Linked DNA regions of Mus musculus: regions 2, 3, 4, 5, 6 and 7 are each linked to region 1. The links are chromatin contacts, called in public HiChIP or PLAC-seq, Micro-C and promoter capture Hi-C maps. All regions are on one chromosome and are shown on one strand. Each heading gives the region's core, a stretch centred on a gene start, on an enhancer-like site or on the middle of the called end of the contact. The rest is flanking DNA. Distances are from core to core; before and after follow the strand shown.

Region 1 (2,700 bases), core at 19-2,518:
TTGTTTTAAGTAGTATACATGTTCCATATTATCAATACGCCTCTGCAATGAGTTGCACGGTCCATGGAGAACCACTGGCTCAGGAATGGGCCATTAACACAAATATAACACATTTTAATTCTAGATTAATCTGTCACTTCCAACTACACATTAGGTTTTTTGGGGGCGTGGGGGTTGGGGCTGACACTGGGTAGCCCTAGCTGTCCTGGAGTTCAATATACAAACCAGGCTGACCTCGAACTCAGAGATCCTACTGCTATTGCCTCCCTAGGGGCCGGGATTAAAGGCGTGTACCACCTGCCCCTCTTTAATGGTTTTGAAGCAAATACAATGTTAACATCCAGTAAGTTATTTGTCCCAAATCCAAATTCAGTACAATAGAGAAAGCAATGTCAACAATATCAAAGTTAAACCTATTGTTAGTCCATCTACCAAACACTAAACCTTTATCTTTCCTTTACCTTGGCTAAGGGAGAGGGACGGAAGATGAAGACGCGGGGCTGCAGTGGCTCTGTCCAGCCAGACAGGGGACCCGGTGGCCCTCAAGAGTTGTGCGATCAACTCCGACCGGCGGAGGCGCCCCTCGCCCCGCAGTGGCACCTGCCAAGCCGGGATAGTACCCAGCTCACTTCGGTACCTCCGAAGCGGGTCGAGCTCCGGAGAGCCCTGCTTGTCCCCACTTCGAGGAGACCCTCGGCCCCCACCGTGCTCACCTCCTCGCTGTGCGTGGACGGGCACTTTTTTCGCAGGCGGCCCCAGTTGAGCAGGTTCCCGGTCTGCAGGTGCAGGGTGCTGGCCCGCGCCAGGAGCGCCCCGGCCGCGCGGCTGTCGGTGCCCATGGCAGCTGCCGCCGGAGGGGACCGGGTAGCGCCGGAGCCGCGGAGAGATGGCGAGCGGGCGGGCAGGCGGGCGGGCGAGTGGGCAGACGGCTGCCTCGCAGGGCGCGGCGGTGCCCCAGGCCCCAGAGGAGAGCGCGAGGCTGCCGACTCCGCGCGGCCACAGCCCGGTGTGCGCTCGGGCCCGAGGAGGCCGGGCGGCGACGGAGAGGCGGTCCCGGAGGGAGGGAAGGAAGGGAGGGAGGCGCCGGCGCGGACGGTCGCTGCGGCTTCTGCGGCCGCCACCGCCGCCGCCGCTGAAACGAGGGAGCTGTTTCCTGGAAGACAATGACTAAGCAGAAACCTCACCCGAGAAAGTGCTTCGTAACCGTTACTCGTCCCGCGGCGGGCCAGGGGCGGGGCGCAGGCCCGCGGGTGACTGGCCCTCGGCCTGCGGCGGGCGTGGCGCCGGGCGGCCGGGAGCGGGCGGCGCCGCGGGGGAGAACAGCGCGCGGACGTGCGCCCCCTGCCGGCCAGAGCGCGGCGCGCGGCCTACGCCGCCAGCGCCTCGTGAGAGTTGACGGTGCGCCCGGGAGCGCCGCTCAGCCAATGGCCGCCCGCGCTGCGGCCCTGGACACGCCCTCTTCGAGAGGACCGCCGGAGGTCCATCCTCCCAGGCCTTGAGAGCGTGCCTGCTTCTGTGTCTAAGGAGCTGATGCGATGGCGCGAGTGTCTCATTGCCCGCGCCCCGCTCTGTTTTTTAAATTTATTTTTATTTTTTCCTTTTGCTTTGCTTTGCCCAAGAGTCTTTCCCCCAAACTGATCATTCTTCTTCCAGCGTGTTGATTTACCTATTTGCTGGTGCTGTATGAAACCAGAGAGTACAACTTTAATTTTCCCCTTTCAGAAGCCTAATCCTTCGAGAGAAAGGCCTCAGCCCATGAAACATTAAACAATAAAAATACCACGGGGCAGTTAGTTTCCAGGTCAGTTAAGCATAAGGAACAGATGGTAACAGAGAACGTTTTATGATTCACACTTTTACAAGTTGTTCGTGATTCTTCCCCATTCCCACTGGAGATGGCTGGGTATAATAGCAAACTGACCGTTTATTAAAGTTTTACCCAGGAAACAAACTTTTTAACAAACCAGTCAGGTATGTTAGAGCCAGGTGAGATTTTCATTATAAGGCGGCAAAATCTTTTCAAAAGAAACATGAATCTGAGTTGGTAAACTACTAAGAAATAGGAAAGGCTGGAAGATCGTTCCAGAAAAAGTGAGGCTGGTGTTGGGTACATCTTTGTGCACATCCAATGAGCAAGAATCCATGGAGAAGAGGTTTCCCAGGAGCAGCCCCTCACATGGCCTTACTTAAATATAAACAATTGATTCTTCTGATGAATTTTTTATGGTCATTGTTAGACTTTTGATTATATTCTCTTAAAAGTCCATGTAAATATTTGGTTAAAACTTAGTGGTCGCCGGGTGGTGGTGGCACACGCCTTTAATCCCAGCACTTGGGAGGCAGAGGCAGGTGAATCTGTGAATTCATGGCCAGCCTGGTCTACATAGAGAGTCCCAGGACAGCCAGAGCTAGGTAGAGAGACTCTGTCTCAAAACAAACATACAAAAATATTGTTTATTTGTGTGTATGTGTGTTTTCTTCCATGAGTTTATGGGCACCGTTCAGGGCCCCTGGAGGCCACAGGACATCAGATCTGCCGTTGGGTAGGTAGTTGTGATGAGTTACTAAGAGAAGGTATGGTGAGTCCTTAGTTCAGTACTTGGCTTATAATAAATGTTCAGTAAGTGAGAACTACTATTTATGGTGCTGGGGTCGAAGGCTTACACATGCGTTCTGACAGTGGGCATCCCTAGCCCTCAA
Region 2 (2,936 bases), core at 325-2,824, 710 kb after region 1:
GTGTGTGTAATACAACCTGATGAGTCCATTTAGTACATCAGATAAGTACATCAGATTCCATTTTTCTAATTACTTATCTCCAGTGAAGCTGGCATCCCAAATTAATGTAGCTTTTAAAAATAATATTTGTATTAGTTTTTTGAGAATTTCATACAATGTATCTTGGCATTTCCCTCCTAGATCTACTCCTGCCTCCTCAACAACTCCATACTCTCTCTCTCTCTCTCTTAAAGGTTCATTTATTTAATGTATATGAGTACATTGTAGCCGTCTTCAGACACACCTGAAGGGGGCATCAGATCCCATTTCAGATGGTTGTGAGCCACCATGTAGTTGCTGGGAATTGAACTCGGGACCCCTGGAAGAGCAGTCAGTGCTCTTTTAAGATTTATTTATTTAAATTATGTATGTGTGTACACTGTAACTGTACAGATGGTTGTGAGCCTTCATGTGGTTTTTGGAAATTAAATTTTACTCCGGTCAGCCCTGCTCGCTCCAAGCCCAAAGATTTTATTATTATACACAAGTACACTGTAGCTGACTTCAGACGCACCAGAAGAGGGCATCATATCACATTACGGGTGGTTGTGAGCCACCACGTGGTTTCTGGGATTTGAACTCAGGACCTTCAGAAGAGCAATCAGTGCTCTTAACCGTTGAGCCACCTCTCCAGCCCCACAATCTGAACTCTTGCCTGTGTGATGTACAGTATCTTTTCTATTTAAAGATTTATTTATTTATTAGATGGAAGTACACTGTAGCTGTCTTCAGACACCCTAGAAGAGGGCGTCAGATCTCATTACAGAGTGAGCCACCATGTGGTTGCTGGGATTTGAAGTCAGGACCTTCAGAAGAGCAATCAGTGCTCTTAACTGCTGAGTCATCTCTCCAGCCCGATGTACAGTATCATGAGGCCTCTGAATTTGCTCCCCAGGACTGTATCTTGTCCTCACTATCGCTCTAATACATTTGCTAACATAATATTCCCTTTCAAGTTTGATTATTTATACAACAAGTTGAGCCCAGCAGCAGAACAAATGATTAGGGTGCATAAAGCCGTGGGTTCAGACCCCAGCACTAAAATGAGAAAGAAGACAATGAGGTTTTGCCTAAACACACACGTAAGAGACAGTTTAAGATGCTGTTTTCCAAGGCTTCCACCCTACAAAATGCTCCATGAGATTCAGTTTGGAGCTGATTAACTGTATCTTAAAGCAGGCTCATCTTTCAGGGCTCAGCGGGGCCTCTCTCCCCATGACTTCTGTGATTACCTCTGTTTTCTCTCTCTCTCTCTCTCTCTCTCTCTCTCTCTCTCTCTCTCTCTCTCTCTCTGTCCTTTGCGCTTCCTCCTGGGTTTCTCTTTAGATCCCGTTGTCCCAGAGGAAAAACAAAAACAAGACAATCAAACAGAACACAAGATGCCTTGTATATCTAGTGTAGAAGAGAAATCGTGGCTCAGCTCTCATTAATCAACCGATTGGGTAGAGTTCACCAGCCGCTCACTTTGTCTTGTAAATAATTACTTAGAGTCTGAGGCCCATGAGCTCTGCTTGAAGTCTTCTGGCTCCATCTTCTGGATTAAATTGTAAGTATTTGGAGAAAGAACTGGGTGAAAGTCCACAGAGCAGGGTGGGACTTGAGGGAGTGAAATCAGGTGTCTGGGCTCAGGATTCCAGGAGCTCCTGACCCGTTCTCAATCACATCACCCCCATCCCCCACTCCCCCTACCCCCACCCCTGCCCAGCCGGCCTCAGGGAGACTGGCTGGGCCAGCTGCTGCCAATCTAGTGTTTTATCTGTGGGGTCATGACCTGCACTCTAGTGCTTCCTACTCTTCCCTGTCTAGACTTGCAGTCCACGGTCTGACATCAGTTCAGAGGCGCCCACCAAAGCCTCTGACAAGGGCCATTACAATAGCCAAGATGAGCTGAAAGCAAACAGATGAAAGCAGTAAAAATTAGAACTCACTCACCCGGAAAAGGCTGAAGGTGGATGAGCTCTTATTCTAACATCTTTGTACACAATACTAAGGCAGAAAAACTCTTCTGATTCTGTGCCGTTTATATTTAGCGGATACTTCAATATCTTGATCTTTTTTAAATGTATAGCAACAGGCTTTTATGAAGAAAGTCCATTTGCACTGTAGACTCCGTTCTAAGTTAACTTGCCCTTAGGCAAGGGCATGGCCCCTGCCCTTGAGGTCTGAGAAAAATCACAAAATGTCCCTGGAAGTAACAAAATAGACATAGTAGCTGCTGCTAGCTGATAACAACAGAGTGGGCTAAGAAAACCTAAGTCTTTCCTAGGTCAAGGTGCTCCGGTTTTGATGTACGCTCCCTCCTTATGGTTTAACCAGGTGCTGTAAACCAATTAGTTTAAAGACCTTCCACGGACCGGGCTCAATCGGCCCCCCTCAATTCGTGGGGAGTCAGGGGTTCCGGCAGGTGGACATAGAGTCGGCGAGAATGGGGTGACAAACAGACATGACACGAGAGAGTGTGTTGGATCTGAATGTAATGTCAAATTGAGCATCAAACTTTTTATACAGTAGAAAATAGGGAAGTTCGGTGACACATCGGCAAGGTACAATGAGATTACTGGATGCTTAATGACTATCACACAAAACAGGAATGCAAACACAAAGACTGGCAGGAACTGGGCAATAAAACAACTGAGACAAGGTCAGCTCTATCTAAGGTCAGCTATATTCTAGGAAGCCAGGTGTGAGGTCTTTACACTCCCAGGGCAAGGGCTTTCATGCCCAAGTCATGGCTCTAATTAGGGAGTTCCGTTCTAGCTAACCTTCTCATGAATAATGCAATACTTTAAAACCACAGCTTGATCTAATTCCTAAACCATTGTAAATTCCTGTATATGGGAGTGACTTGGCTTTTATTCTAAGTGATTGTGTGTGGGGACTTTCTACTAATAAGTAAT
Region 3 (2,700 bases), core at 82-2,581, 950 kb after region 1:
ATGAACAAATTCACTGTGCTGCCTGCAATATAAAAAAGTACAATATAGGGGCTGGTGAGATGGCTCAGCGGTTAAGAGCACTGACTGCTCTTCCAAAGGTCCTGAGTTCAAATCCCAGCAACCACATGGTGGCTCACAACCATCCGTAACGAGATCTGACGTCCTCTTCTGGTGTGTCTGAAGACAACTACAGTGTACTTACATATAATAAACAAGTCTTTAAAAAAAGTACAATATATACTACTATATACAGTTCATAACATTTGATAACAATAATACACAACTACATTACTAGTTTGTGTATTTTTATTAGTGTGTATTTTTTTTAAAGCTACTGTAAAACTGTATGGTCTCCTGCAGAGGCTGCCTTAAACACCTCGAATTTACTGTGTGTCTTGACTGCATCATTTTCTGTTAGGCAATGGTTTTGTTTTACTGTCCCTGGAGCAATAGGTTATAACATATGTATTCCAGACAGCATTGATATAGGTTTGGGTATCACCTTGGTTGTTTAAAGTTGAGTCGTGTTTAACTATACACTCGTCAAAACTGTTCATCTAAAATTTTAAGTTTTAAAATGTTCAGAGCTGACTGGACAGTTTATTACTCATATCCTGTCACTCTGGAGGTATCGTCGTATGGAGTGTCCACGTTTTTATCCTCAGGGACTTTGCGCATTCATAAGTGCGACAACTCTACTTCGTTTACCATGTAATGTTCACATTTCTTAAACTAAGTACAAAGACCTAGAATTAATAACGCACAGCAGCAAAGAGGGCAACAATATGTCAGCATCAAAAGGCTTCGGCGTACTCCGTCGCTAATTATTTGTTAGAAAGCAGTACACTACAGAGAGGCTTAATTACAGACAAGTGTAAATGACCTGTCTTAATGACAGGCGGCTGGGTGGCGTCAGCTAACCAGCATTTTTTCCTGCCTGGGGTGGCCGGTTCCGGGAACGCAAAGAAACTACAAATCTCAGCATGCAGCGCTCCTAAAGGCGCTAAGAAGGGCGAAGAGAGTCGCGATGCATTCTGGGGTTTGTAGTGCCTAACTCAAGACCGTCGGCCTCCGCCCGGATACTTACCGGATCCAGCCACGATCAAGAGTCTGAGAGACTCTCGGGGAGTGACGTGATGGGGCCCAAGCACGGTCCATAGTCGCTGGAATAGCAAGATCACTAGCCCTGCGGCTGTAGCAGCTAGAATCAGAATGCTCAGCATTCAAAGGATGGCGCATGCGTGTAGACCTGGCGCCAGCGGTTAAAGTTTGCAAGCACCGCGCTTAAGAGCAAACAGGGAGCAAAGCGCCTCTCTGTGGGCGGGGATGGTCTGCACTGGGCGGAGCTTGCCAAGTTGGGCGGTCAAAGTTCAGAAGTGTGGCTCTGATTGGAAAACGCAGAACGACGCGTCTCTTGCGTCTCAGTGAGCCGGGTTTGTCCGTGATGGGTGGGGCTAAGGGCAGTTTGCCCAGGAAGCGCTACAAGGAACAGTAATGGTTTTGTTACCCGAGTTTGTGCTGCAGTTGTGTAGTTGGAAAGTTAAGTGCTGGAGAAGTTTGATTTCTGCCAGTGGCGAGGTCAAACTACATGTATGGTAGAAGGACCACGAAGCCCCGGGTTAGTAGCTGCTCCTGTCCTGCCAGGTTTTGCCTGAGGCTCCTGGCATACATCACTACTTCCTTTCTTCCTTACGGGTTCCAAGACAAACCGAACTAGAAAATTTTTGCCAGTCAGAGGCATACTCTTAGGGGGAAAACATTCAAATCCGCCCTTTCCTGACATTTATGTTTTCTAGACAGTTTCACAGATCTCAAACTATAACCAGAATCCGGATCACTTCAAGCTATGTCATATTCCTGGGAGGATTGGAAACCCCTTGGCTTCAGGTAGCAAGGGAGGAAGACATAGCCCTGCAGTTAAGTTTATCACAAAGCATTTCTGGCTTATTCCTCCCGCGGTCCTCTGAAATGATAGACTTCCACTGCCCACTCTAATCCCAGTTGTGCGTGCGTTTGTGAACTTAGCCTAAATTACAGCAAAATAAAACCTCTTGACAACAAACATTCCTTCAGACCCTTATGGGGTTACAGATTGAATAGGTCAGGCATGCAGACAGGTCGAGAAAGGTGCTACAAATTGGCCTAAATGCAATAATGTCATGTCTAGAATTAGAAACCAGAAATCCTAACTCCTGCTGCCTAAGAATGCTACACCATATGGTCCGTTGTTAAATTCAGTTTGGATTGACGATCACATTTACCTGGAGCCTAGAATGCTTTTGGGAGCGATACTGAGTCAGAAGTTCCAGGAAGGCGCCCTGAGATCTCCTTATAAAGCTAGGTGTGTTGGTTCCCGAGTCAGCAAACTGCTTGGGAGATTTCCTGACTGTATCTCTATCTTGTTGATATTATAGCACGGTGCCTGTGGGCTCTTTCATCACTCCTTCTTAACCTCATTCTTTACAGTCAGGTTCTATGTAAATGTTACTCTTTGAATTACAATAGGGAAATAGATTACACAAAAGTTAATTTGCCTGAGGTTATTTATGTGATGAAAATCAATAAGAATGCCAGACTTTTAGACAGATATCATTTGTGGCTCAAGGGCTGGGGGGGTGGGGGTGGGGGCGGGGAGACAGCACAAAGGTTAAGAGCACTGGTTGCTTTTCCAGAGGTCCCAGGTTCCAGGCCGAGAACCCA
Region 4 (2,700 bases), core at 133-2,632, 650 kb before region 1:
CCTTTTGCTTCAATGATCAGCCCAATTTCAGCAATGTCAAATGAAGAATTAAAAGGTATATTCATACATTAAAGAAACACAACCTCAGGTCTGGGTATTTATTAATTTCCAACACTAAAATTGCATTTATTTGTTTTGTTGTTGTTGTTTGAAACTGGCTCTTGATATGTAACCCAGGCAGGCCCCAAACTTGCTGCATAGCACAGGTTAGCCTATAGTCTTTTCACTCTCAAGACTGTTAAGATCTCCAGTGTACACCACCATGGTTTGCTTGCCTTATAATTATATTGACTCTTTGTGGCATTCCTCATTGGCCTAAGCCAGAAAAATTATTCGGAAATTATATGATTAATTCATTATAATATGAAATTTTATAAACTTCAATTCAGGATCCCTAAAGTAAAAGATAATTTATTCAGGCTTTATTTCAAGTAATGAAACATTTTTGCCTAGTTTGTAGTGTAAGCTACCATACTAGTAGACATTTATAGTAGAGTTAAATTACACCTCTGTGAAGAATGTACAGCATTTTATGGTTATTCCTAACGTTAGATAAGTTAGAGGAAAGAATTACATATAATTTATTTAAGCTGGGTTTTGAAAAAATTATTTTCTTACTTTATTAAAAGATCCTTGCTTTTTTAATCCCCTATAATCCCGTGGGTTTTTTTTTTAAACTCTGGAAATTATAACTCACTATAATATTCTTTTTTAAATGAACGCAAACATGTCAGTTTTTAATTACGCATGTGCAATTACCAGGCAAGGGAAGAAATCATAGGTGTCTCTTTCTTTGGTGTGTTTCAGAGAGCAGGGCTTGCCCGAGGGAGACAAGATATTCTTCCTAAAGCAGGAGGTGCAAGTATGGATTTCCTGGCTCTGAACAATCGGTCAGCTAGAGCTTTGCCACATCACAGGTCATTCAGTAACTACACAGACAGGAGAAAACAAACAGACAGGAAGCCAGTGCTTACCCATTTTCTCCATGAACTTTTCATAGTTCTCGTTCCGGTCTACTTTCCACGTGCCGTCGAATGCCATGATCTCAGCTGTGTGTGTCTCTAGGAAAGCAGAGGTCCAGTCCTGTCCACTAGAGAGAATTTATTCTATTTCTTATCTTCGAACCAATTCATACTGTGATGTGGAAGTTCGAAGTTCAGGAGATAACCTAACCGCCTCACATGCCAGGCCCCTTTGGTTTCTCTTCCCATGCTTTCTTTGAATCTACTGCTGGGATTCAACTGAATTAAAATCTGATAATCATTCCTACTCTGCCTTCAACTACAGCATGTGGGCATTTTTATTTCAAGAATTAGGGCCAGGTAATGATGGCTGACACTTTTAATCGCTGCTCTCCGGAGGCAGAGGCAGCCAGTTCTAAGGTTGGTCTAAAAGGGAGTTCCACTCCAGCCAAAAAGCAAACAACAAAAATGAATTAGGCAATAAACCAATCCAAACAAACAAACAACAACAACAAGAAACTCTCAAGGTAGTTTTCTATTTACAAGTTCAAAGTGCACACTATGTAGCAGGTAATATAATTTGTAACATATATCAAACTTCGGAGACATGAGACTTATACCCCAAGCCTTTCACAGGAGCCTTACAAAACTAAACACAAATGCAACTTCAAAGTTAAAGTTTGAGTGATTGTTGGAGCTAAAAATGTATTTTTATTTTAATTAGGAATAATCTTTTCCCTAAGATTAGTTTATTGAAATAAAATTAATCTTAAATTTAATATATTAGCTATTTGCCCAAACATCACTGTCATCATATTCTGAAACAGTGTTATTATTCCTAAAAGAAACTGCATACATTTCTAGCAGTGGGTGTTCATTTTCTATTTTAGACCATTAGGTTCTCAGCTGCTTTCTACCTCTATAGACATTTCATACAAATATAATTGCATAGTAGGTGGTCTTTTTATGTTTGAATCTTTTCACTGAATGTGTTCTCAATGTTTACATATCAGCCAGCTCTTTATTTTTTAATGTTTTATTCTTGATTAATGTGAGTAAATTATGTAAATTAAGGAATTCCGCATGACATTTCAATACAGGCATAATCAAATCCAGTTTCCCTCCCTCCCTCCTCTCATGCCAACCTCGAGCAACACACTCCAAACAATGTTTGTTAGTTGAAGTTATGTTTTCTAATATACCCTTTTGCATTGTATTTGGGGTTATCAGAGGTTTGTAGAAATATCCCTGGTTCCTGGCATACTTGTCTGATGCCCTGGGAATCATGAGGTTTTTTGTTTGTTTGGTTTTGTCTTGAAGGGTTATAGATCACTAAGCAAAACCTCAAGAGGTAGAAATGTGGGTGTATAGTGAGAATTCTGGAGTTTTGGTTTCTTTTAAAAACACAGGAACACTATGGGGATGTGTTTTTATTTTGATCCCTGGTGTGGTGTATAGGGCTGCTTCGGACTGTCAGAATCAGCTGTCCATGATTTGCTTCGTGCTCTAGCAGGGGTGTGATTTTGCCAGCTGCAGATGGTTGGTTGTTTTTGGTTGCGTTTGGTAAGTAGTCATGTGAAGGAAGAAACAAGAAGAGAAGGAGAGAAAGGAGAGAAGGAAGAGGAAGAGGAGGAGGAAGAGGAAGGAGGAGGAAGAGGAGAAAGAGGAAGGAAGAGGAAGGAGGAGGAGGAGGAGGAAGAAGAAGAAGAAGAAGAAGAAGAAGAAGAAGAAGAAGAAG
Region 5 (2,946 bases), core at 35-2,534, 520 kb after region 1:
TGTGTGTGTGTGTGTGTGTGTGTGTACGTGTCCTTCCCCCCACGCCCCATCCCCGCCCTCAGGGCCATATAGTCCTCTAGGCAACACCCATACTGCAATCCGTGGAAAGAGCTGAAGATCCTGAAGTCCTCCTTTAAACTATTCCAGGGAAAGCCCACTTTAAAACGACACAGAAGGAGGGCCCAAGGTGCCAGAGAGTCCCGGACTCTTCCGAAGCCGTCGGAGAGGCCGCAAGGAAGGGTTTGAATAAATTCCAAACAGGGCTAGTCCCCCACACACGTGAGAGTCAGGAATGCACATAAACGAAAAAAAAAAAAAAGAGTCTAACCGGACTTTTCCCATTGTAATCTAAAATATCTTTACACTGAAATTCTCAAGGAGAGCTCGTCAGACGTGCAGCCCACGTGGCACCTGTCACATGGTGGGATGCTATTCCATTAAAGTGCTGTCATCAACGTCTCGTTTTGCAAGCCCCCTGGTTTCAGCCTCTGCCTCAACTCAGCACTGGGTAGATGTGGGTATGCACTCTGTCTTGCCTGAGTTTACAACAGCCTTGCTTCTATCAGACCGAAACCAAAGGCCACAAGAACACCTATTTATTACGGGAAGGCGCACACCTTGTCAGAGATAACATGCAAGCCACGCAAAGCGCAAAGCACGCCGACTTTGGCAAAGGCGGGCCCACGAGCCTGCCACCTTCAAGGGCCCAACATCTAGGAAACTCTCCCTCAGAGTTAAAGCTGGAATCTCAGTTTTATCTTATGCAACCGCGGTGGACGCACAAAGCAGGCATCTTTAGCAGTGACAACTGCCAGGAGTCCGGGCACCAACTACCTTCCATCCCATTGTTCATTCAAATCCTCAGGGCGAGCGCAGCCAAATCCACAGGTACAGCCGGACACCTTGGTGTCCCCAAGGAACCAGAGCAGCACCCCCCCTCCCCCCCCAGCTAGCCAGATAGGTTCTCTGTTTCCCGCGGGCGGAGCGCCCCCGGCTTCTCAGGACCAATGCCACTCACCTGCACCCGCGGTCACCTGGAGGAGGAGGCAGCCGAGAAACGTGGGCGCGAGAGCCGCTAGGAGGCGCGGGCGCACGAGGATCGCCATGTCCAAGGGCTGGAGGCGAGGTCTCGGGGCTTCAGCGGCGGCGCGTTGGCTACGCTACAGGAGCGATCGGAGGGAGCGAGTGATGGGTACCGGCTGTACCCAGGCTGCCGGGGTCGGCGCGGGGTGCGTTATAAAGGGCCGCGCGGACACCGGCTCCTCTCCACCCCGCGCCGCCTCCGCCGAAGCTCGCGACTCCCCGCCCCCCGGCCCGGGTCACTCGCTTTCGCGGTGGGCGGCTCCCGATCAGTCCACACCCCTGCCCCGCCCACTCCCCTCCTGTAGGAAACTCCGAGACCCCGAAAGGGGTGACTCAACCGTGATTCAACAGCGCCGCGGAGCACCGAGCTGCCCCTTCGGCGCAGGCGGATCCAGGTACTGCGGAGACCCAGGCTCCCGGGCTGATCCCTGGATGACCAGCCTGGGTGGCTGGCTGGGGAGAAAGGAGTGTCATTGAAGGGACTTAAGTTGAAAGTCAAGGGAGTCTTACTTTTCCTCTGCTTTCGATGTACGCTGAGGCCCTAGCAGAGGATGTATCAAAGCCCCTGGACCACTCCTGGTAGCAGAGGGCAGTTCCAAAGCCCTGCCTGAACACGCAGTGGCTAGCAGATCATTCTGTCAGTCCCTTTGGTCCGCTGCACAGGGCGGTGCAGTAAATGCACGTGTCTGCCATGGACAAGGGCCCTGGATTAGGTCTAAAGGCCACTTGGCACCCCACTCCCGTTCCCGAGGTGACCGAGGAACTGCAACATGAAGCCTGAGAGAATTTGAGCGTGACTTCTGTAGCCACGGGGGTTCCAGGAAGGATGATTCTCACGTTGAGGAAGCCCGCAGTGGGTTTGAGTGAATTCCTCCAAAGCGCAGAAAAACAAAAAATGAAACTGAAAAATAAACATTCGGACGTTCCAATTTGTGTTTTCCCTTCCTGGATGCTGGGAATGGACCCAGGAGCCCACCTCTGTCACTGAGCCTAGTGGCAGCCAGGTGTCACTTGCAAGCTTTGGGTTTTCTTCATTTATTTCCTGGCCTCCTGTTCTAGGCTTTGCCGTGACGTTGTTGAAGCCTTAGACGATCACTTATCCTACTGGTAGCATTTGCTCGACAGTGTATCAAACGATTTCTTGTCACTCCTGGTTGACTGTCCAGTTTATCCCTTCTTTTCCAATTTCCCTAATTCTGCGACCCTTTAACACAGCTCCTCATATTGTAGTGATCCCAACCATAAAATTATTTTTATTGCTACTTCATAACTGTAATTTTGCTACGGTTATGAACTGTAATGTAAATATCTGTGTCTTTGGATGCTTTGTACAATCTTCCTTCCTTCCTTCCTTCCTTCCTTCCTTCCTTCCTTTCTTCCTTCCTTTTTTACTTTCCTTGAGTAAAGTCAAACTTGGGTCCACCTTGTAGGCTCTGAGAAGTGTAAAGAGTAACTAAGCTGTCGTCCCACTCACAGTAGCTTTTGATTAGGCTTCCTGCTTATGTCTGAGAATGGACAGGGCAGAACCTCTTAGATAGCCTTCTACAATACCAATCTTGAGGTCAGCTGGTCCGTGTGCTCACTGGCCTAAGTACACAATGTAGCTCTATCTGGTCCTCTACTCCAGGGACTTTCCCTCTTGACCGCACTTTCTTTTACTCCCAACTGAGCAAAGGAAGAGGGCATCAAGAAAACTGTTCAAAGGGTGATCTTTTTTCCATCCACGGACCCTCAACTGTGTTCCTCAGCAGGTGTGGGAAACACTCGCGGTTTGGGGAACTTATTGTTCATAGGCAGAAATATCCTGTTGGCTATTCCTTAAAGCAGACATGCGTGAAGACACGTAGAGAGCCCAGTTTCCTT
Region 6 (2,757 bases), core at 212-2,711, 820 kb after region 1:
ACCACTCTCGCTTGGGTCTAACAACGGTACGCTTCATTACTTCTATGAAATTCCCTTCACACCCCAGCCACCCGCAACTCCAGGGGTGTTCGTAGCCCTGATGATGCCAAACTATTCTACCGGAGGTGGGACAGCTTGGTGACAATCCTGACATGCTTCGGCTCCCGGGAAGTTAATGGGAATTAAACCACAGCAGCCCTCCTTTGTGGCGCTTTGGCCGGAACAGCAAAAGGGAGACAATGAGCGGTCTGTGCGCAGTTCCACGCCGATTGGCTGGTCACCCCCACTCCCCGAAACCCCTGATGTCATGGACTTGGAATGCAGGCAGGGAGGAAGGAAAGAGAGGATTTGGGGAGGGGGGCGCCTCTCATCTCTTTTCCAGGCCAAAAGTCTGAAAGATAAACCCTGGTGCATTCTTGAGATGAGTACACAGCAAAGCAACGCAGCCAGATTCCAATCACTCCAAAATTGCAACCCGCCACAGCAAATAAACCTCGAACAAAAGCGACCCTGCCGAGATATCGTGACAATTCAACGCGCTGCAAACTTCTCAGGATTGCATTTCTAAGTCTCTCATCTACAGCTGATCCGGCTCGCAGGCTGCGCGTTCAGGCTTTGTCTGGGCTTCCCGCACCAGCGGCGATTGCATCAAGGCACCACCGACGGGCTCCCTTTCCGCCCGCGGGTCCCAGGGGTCGGCGGGACACTCTCCCATGGAGGAGGAGGAGGAAAGGAACAATGAGGGGCCCGGGTTGGCCACGTAACCGCCCAACTTCGCTTGTGGGAGGAGGGGGCCAGGATGGAATGGGAGGAGACGCAGGGTCCCGCGGCAGCCCCAGCCCAGGCGGATGGCGGGGGCGGCAACTCCCGGAGACCCAGCCGTAAGGCAGGGCCCCGCCTAAGGGCCACAGGCCACTCAGGAGCGCCCCCTTCCCGGAGGGGCGCACCCTACAGCCTTGGAGCGGGCCCTGCGGCGCTGCGGGACTCCAGGCGTCCGGGAACCCCCACCGCCCGCCGGGGCCGCGGCGCGGGAACAAAGCCAGCACCAACGCGTGCGAGCCAGGCTCCGCGAGCCGAGGAGCATCTCTCTCTCCCGCAGCCTCGACGTCTCTCCGCGGCGGCTCCCAGCGCCCCCACCGCCGCGGCAAACCCCCAGCCCGCCCGCGCGCGTACCTTGTTCTTAACTTCGGCGGAGAGCCCGTAGGAAGGGCCCTTGTTGAAGTGGGTCATGGCTGTTTGGACGACTGGAAGAGTTCTAGCGGTCAGTCACCCTCGGTGTCCCTGCTCTTAGCCCCAGCGGCGGCCGCGCGGGTGATGCACGAGCTCGCTCCCCTGCGCGGCGCCGGAGAAGCCCGAACGCCGCAGACGGACGCGGATGATGCTTCGAGGTTCGCTAGGACTCGAGTCCCGCGGAGGCTCCGGGTCGCTCTGGACTGGGACCGGCTGCCCTGCTCGCTGCCCGCTCCGCGGCTCCGCACGCTCTGCCCCCAGCCTGGTCTCCCCCCACCCACCCCCGGGCCTCCAGGGATTGGCCGGCGAGCCCGACCAATGAGCGCCGCCTCCTCCCCCCTCGCCTGCTCCAAGGCTTCCCGGCCAATGGCAGCGCGGCGGGCGCGGCGCTCCCTCCCGCGGGGTCCCAGCCCCCGGCCCCGCCCTCACGCCACCTAGGACCTCGGCGCCCCTCCTCCCCGCTGGTCAGCGGGCTGCGACCGCCCCGCCCCGGCGCCTAGGGGCTTCTCAGCCGCCTTGGTTCTCATCAACTCCCAGGCATCTGTGGCGCTCCGACGGTGGAGGGGGACAGGAAGCTCCCCGAGCTGGCCCGCCGCTGACCGGCCACTCCATCCGTCTCCTCCCGGGCTACAGCGCGCCCAGATGTTGCGCTGGAAACCCGGGGAGCAGCCTTCGAATCCACGTGCCAGGCCGGGGGCGGGGGGGGGAGGCCTGCGTGGACATCTGCCAAGTCTCCCTCCCCACGCAGCTGCCGCACCTGTGGGGCTGACCTCTGCCTCGGTCAACGCTCTTTGCCAAAGTCCTGCTCATCCTGTCTAAACTTTGAATGCAGAGCGAAAGAAATTGGGAAAGTGTTGTGGCACAGCCAGGTTTTGGGGGGAGGGGGTACAGCTTTTTGGGTCCTTTTCTGGAGTCCCACCAGTTGCCCTTGGCAAGCACCTTCACCGGGGGTTCAGCCAGCCCAAAAGGCTAGGTAGTTTATTTGTTTTTAATTAGAGGACTGCCTTGACTGAGAAGTCTACCTGCTTTGGTTTGTTTTTTAATCTCTTTGAATCAGCACTCTGTATTCTTTTCCGTCCCCTTTCCTTTCTTCTGATCTCAAAGGCAAACTGATAGAGGAAAGGTGAGAACAGAGAGCACGCTGTCCCCTGCCTGTGTTCCTGGCACTACACTGGGCTATATGTCTTTGAAAGATTAGCTCATTCACTTTCCCAAAACTTACTCGGTAGACTTCAGATCCGTTTTAGTGGCTTGAAGGCTGCAACTCAGAGATTCCTAATAATGACAGCTATCACTGCCTCCAGAGTGTCACCGCTTGCCTTGGTGTCTTGGGGCACATCTAGGACAGGTTTTAGTCCTCTGGGTGTCAGTATGTTGGTTTATGTTTCCCAAATACAGCTGACATTCCAGAAGAGACTACAGGACCAGGGTCAGCCACTTGCATGGAAAAGAGAAGCCCAAATAGCCCAAGTTGAACCTTTCTGGGATAGAAATAAGGGAGTGTGGCATAGTGTCTCAAGCACTCTA
Region 7 (2,936 bases), core at 79-2,578, 980 kb after region 1:
TTAGCTGAACTGACCCTATAGATATCTGCCTATAACCATCACATGCCCACACAGTTATGAGAGGAGCACATGAGTACATGAAGCAGCTATGGGGCAAAGCAAAAACAGTCAGGGGCTATGCAGGTTGGGAAATATCTGTGATGAAACAGGTGTGGCCACAGCGCTGTGGCCCTGGAATGCCGAGACGCTTGGGTAGAACACAGGGAACGATCTGCATGGTCTTCCTGGCTGGTTTTCTGACCGTGTAGCTCATAGAGGTTTTCTCTGTGGTTCCGCCTAGACCGGGGAGCTTTCAGAAATAATTGAATTGTTCCATTTCTATAGATGAAGACGTGAGCTTCATTGAGCTTAGTTAGCTCAGTCAGCTGGAGACAGCTCGGCTAAAAAATGGACTCCAGGTTCTAATAAATAGGATTTCGGTTCTATTGCTTTCCAAGATGAATTTAAATACAGATGTGGTGTGAGATTATGTGTACATTTTCTGGCCTAAATTGGCAGCAGATGCTTCCCTGTGTGTATGCATATTATTAGGTCAAATATGTAAGCTTTATTTGGTAGGTATTTCTCACAAACAACTGCCCTATGTCATTAATGTTGAAATTTCCAGGTTATTCGATTTATGTAGAATTCATCTAGTTCCAAAAATAGGACTTGTGACTGCTTTTTTTTTTTTGGCAAATCATACAGCTTGTGTGTACCTCTGCATTATTTAGTTTTATTCCAGTTAATTGGATCTGGTTGATACAGCAGGTCGGAAAGCAGAGTTTATAGACTTGGCAGTTTGGGATACTCAGCCAGTCCTAAAACAAAACAAAAACAAACAAACAAACAAAAAAAAAACAGTCCAGTCCCATTTAAACATCCTGACCGCAGAGGGGTCCCGGATATAGATGGATTGCTAATGTACCCGTTTTTGTTACGTGGAAATCGAATCCAGGGCCTTGGACATGCTAGGCAGGAGCTATACTTGGATAGCTTGCGGTCCTTCAAGGGTGTTCTCCGGGGGTTTGGGAAGAGGCTGCTCTGGGACATGACGCCTCTTCTACACACGTGCCTCCTAGCCGGCTTGGCACGCACCTGCAGCCTCAAACCAGAACGGGGCGGGGCTGGACTTTGGCCGTGGCAGACGTGGCAGAAAGAAAAAAAAAAGCATCAGTTGCCATTTCATCTCCTCGACAAAGCAAACCATGCGGATCTTTTGCACAGCGTTTGGGCATATAAGACAGAATTCCCCATTGAAAAGGGGTTTGGGTTACGTGGCGAGCCGGGGCGCTGACCAACGCGGGGGCGGACTCACATACTTCTTCTCCCCACTCGTGAGGTCTGTGACTTGCTGGGAAAGCCCGCGCACCGCACACTGCACCCGGGCAGAGGTGTGAGCTCTCAGGGTTCCTTCGCAGCCCACCGCCTAAGCTCGCGGCTTCGAGCTCCCGCCGCGATCCAAGTCCCAGCGCCGGGAGGTGGGCCCCACGCGCGGCCTCCGGGCCCCGCCCACTCTGGCCTGGGGTCGGAGCCGCGGCGAGCGCCAGCCCAGTCCGAGCGGCCGCGGCCCCTTTAAGGAGCCGCTCTGCGGTAACCCGAGCCCGCAGTCCGGGCGGGCGCGGCGGCAGCGGCGGCGCGAGCCTCGGCGACAGCTCCTCCGGGCTCCCCCGGCTTTCCGCGAGCATCTCGCGCGTGGCTCCGGCCGGCGCAGCCTTCGGGCCAGGCTGGATGACCAGGCGCCTGTGAGCCCCGCTGCGCTCTCCCGGCCCCGCGTAGCCGCCGCCCGCGGGAGTCGTCCCGGGACCCGGCACAGGTGACGCCGTTTGGACGGGATCCGGGAGGAGGGCGGCCTCGCCCAGCGCAGCCTCGGGCACTGCGCCGCGTCGCACCGGCCTAGCGCGGCCGAGCTCGGGCGCCCGAGGCGGGTGGGAGCGCGCGGGAGGCTCTCGCAGGTGTGCGGCGGCGCAGCATCCTTCCTGCTGTCGGCCCCGCGCCGCTTAGCTCGGAGCAGATGATGTCCCGGGCCCGCGGCCCCCGGCGCTGGCCCGGGGTCCACTCGGTTCTCCCAGGCTGCTTGGTTCGGTCCCCCGGCTTTCCTGCTTGGCTAGAGGCAATCAAGGGGTCTGAGCCCAAAGCGGGTGGGTGCAACCTCTGGGCCTGCGGGGGACGCTTTCTTGCGAGAGACCGGCTCAGGGTCGGGAGCATCAAGTGGCATCCCCATCCTCCTTTTCTAAAAAAAGTAGCCTATTTTTACCCCCCACGACTCTCAAGTGGGTCCCATTTTTAGCCACCTGAGTGCTTAAGTCTAGTGGAGGGAGAATTGGTTTCTCTTTCCAGCCTCTGTAACCTCCTGGCAAGTTGGTTAAACTAAGTGCCTTCGTTTACCTTGGTAGGAAATGGGGCCTCTAATGCCACTATCTTATTTTCCCACCTTTCCAAGATGGTAGGGCAGCCTCTGTGAAAGTGGTTTTAAGTTAAGTTCATTTAACGGACACTTGCTGGCCTGTGTTTTTGTTTTTATTTGTAAGCATTTTCGAGCCACTGTACATGTGTATGTAAAACTGCAAAATATTAAAAAGTAATCTTTGATGTTTAAATTAACTCAGATACCAGTTTGGAGGCAATGTGGGAGAGTTTGTGTGGATGGTGGGAATTAATGTGTTTAATACTCATGTCTGTAATTTTATTTAGTAAAACCTTTACATAGTCAGATAATTGAAAAATTAAAAATGGATCTAGGATGGGGATGTTTTAAGGTGAAATTAACGTTTATAAGTAGTTTCTTAAGTCAATATATTCAGGAATCCCACTGCCCATGTTCCATCAGGTTAAAGATCTTTTCTCTTTGTTTCTATTTTCCTTAAGTTGTATGGATGAAACGAAATAAGATGTGTGTACCGGTGATGTCAGAAAAACTTGAGACTAGTTGTGGAGGCTCCCCTCCCCTGTGCCAT

What was found. Promoter capture Hi-C pulls out the DNA fragments that hold promoters and counts their contacts. Hi-C and Micro-C count contacts between places; a contact is called where the count stands out from the background. HiChIP or PLAC-seq counts read pairs in DNA pulled down with a chosen protein or histone mark. Capture Hi-C pulls out chosen DNA fragments and counts their contacts.
Region 2: a contact with region 1 is called in an H3K27ac HiChIP or PLAC-seq map of embryonic stem cells, with 6 times the contacts expected there. The contact joins the enhancer-like site here to the promoter of Gclm in region 1. A contact is called at or near these places in 1 of 39 promoter capture datasets (HPC-7-derived erythroid cells), 1 of 484 Hi-C or Micro-C datasets (neutrophils) and 5 of 115 datasets of contacts at active chromatin or transcription factors (embryonic stem cells, epiblast stem cells and stem cell-derived neural progenitor cells).
Region 3: a contact with region 1 is called in a promoter capture Hi-C map of adipose tissue, with 2.6 times the contacts expected there. The contact joins the promoter of Alg14 here to the promoter of Gclm in region 1. A contact is called at or near these places in 2 of 39 promoter capture datasets (erythroid cells and pre-B cells), 1 of 484 Hi-C or Micro-C datasets (embryonic stem cells) and 2 of 9 other capture datasets (adipose tissue and liver).
Region 4: a promoter capture Hi-C map of hippocampal neurons shows a contact between it and region 1, with 4 times the contacts expected there. The contact joins the promoter of Fabp2 here to the promoter of Gclm in region 1. A contact is called at or near these places in 2 of 39 promoter capture datasets (hippocampal neurons and liver), 3 of 115 datasets of contacts at active chromatin or transcription factors (the 230-238 cell line, embryonic stem cells and stem cell-derived neural progenitor cells) and 1 of 9 other capture datasets (embryonic stem cells).
Region 5: an H3K27ac HiChIP or PLAC-seq map of embryonic stem cells shows a contact between it and region 1, with 2.6 times the contacts expected there. The contact joins the promoter of F3 here to the promoter of Gclm in region 1. A contact is called at or near these places in 3 of 115 datasets of contacts at active chromatin or transcription factors (embryonic stem cells and pancreatic cancer cells).
Region 6: a Micro-C map of embryonic stem cells shows a contact between it and region 1, with 7 times the contacts expected there. The contact joins the promoter of Cnn3 here to the promoter of Gclm in region 1. A contact is called at or near these places in 5 of 484 Hi-C or Micro-C datasets (B cells, CD4 T cells and embryonic stem cells) and 1 of 9 other capture datasets (adipose tissue).
Region 7: a Micro-C map of the G1E-ER4 cell line shows a contact between it and region 1. The contact joins the promoter of Tlcd4 here to the promoter of Gclm in region 1. A contact is called at or near these places in 1 of 39 promoter capture datasets (hippocampal neurons) and 1 of 484 Hi-C or Micro-C datasets (the G1E-ER4 cell line).

Annotation. Positions count from the first base shown.
Region 1 is chr3:122,244,125-122,246,824 of GRCm38.p6, reverse strand. It overlaps Gclm (glutamate-cysteine ligase, modifier subunit), which reads right to left and starts at 1,268. Exons shown (of 7, transcript NM_008129.4): 1 at 714-1,268. The coding sequence starts at 839. It overlaps Gm46822 (a long non-coding RNA gene), which reads left to right and starts at 2,453. Exons shown (of 6, transcript XR_001783970.1): 1 at 2,453-2,700.
Region 2 is chr3:121,538,814-121,541,749 of GRCm38.p6, reverse strand. No RefSeq gene overlaps it. Among named protein-coding and RNA genes, the nearest start is that of Gm40135, 4.9 kb to the left of the region's middle. Within about 2 kb of position 1,574, at least 59 of the 459 cell types and tissues checked have an H3K27ac peak or open chromatin away from gene starts, as enhancers often do. A contact at or near this core is called in embryonic stem cells, where this site is marked.
Region 3 is chr3:121,290,371-121,293,070 of GRCm38.p6, reverse strand. It overlaps Alg14 (asparagine-linked glycosylation 14), which reads right to left and starts at 1,331. Exons shown (of 4, transcript NM_024178.3): 1 at 1,088-1,331. The coding sequence starts at 1,223.
Region 4 is chr3:122,893,754-122,896,453 of GRCm38.p6, reverse strand. It overlaps Fabp2 (fatty acid binding protein 2, intestinal), which reads right to left and starts at 1,382. Exons shown (of 4, transcript NM_007980.3): 1 at 975-1,382. The coding sequence starts at 1,041. The region is part of intron 3 of 4933405D12Rik (RIKEN cDNA 4933405D12 gene); the gene reads left to right.
Region 5 is chr3:121,721,875-121,724,820 of GRCm38.p6, reverse strand. F3 (coagulation factor III) reads right to left here and starts at 1,284. Exons shown (of 6, transcript NM_010171.3): 1 at 1,019-1,284. The coding sequence starts at 1,106.
Region 6 is chr3:121,425,245-121,428,001 of GRCm38.p6, reverse strand. Cnn3 (calponin 3, acidic) reads right to left here and starts at 1,461. Exons shown (of 7, transcript NM_028044.2): 1 at 1,174-1,461. The coding sequence starts at 1,230.
Region 7 is chr3:121,261,559-121,264,494 of GRCm38.p6, reverse strand. Tlcd4 (TLC domain containing 4) reads left to right here and starts at 1,328. Exons shown (of 8, transcript NM_001355678.2): 1 at 1,328-1,795.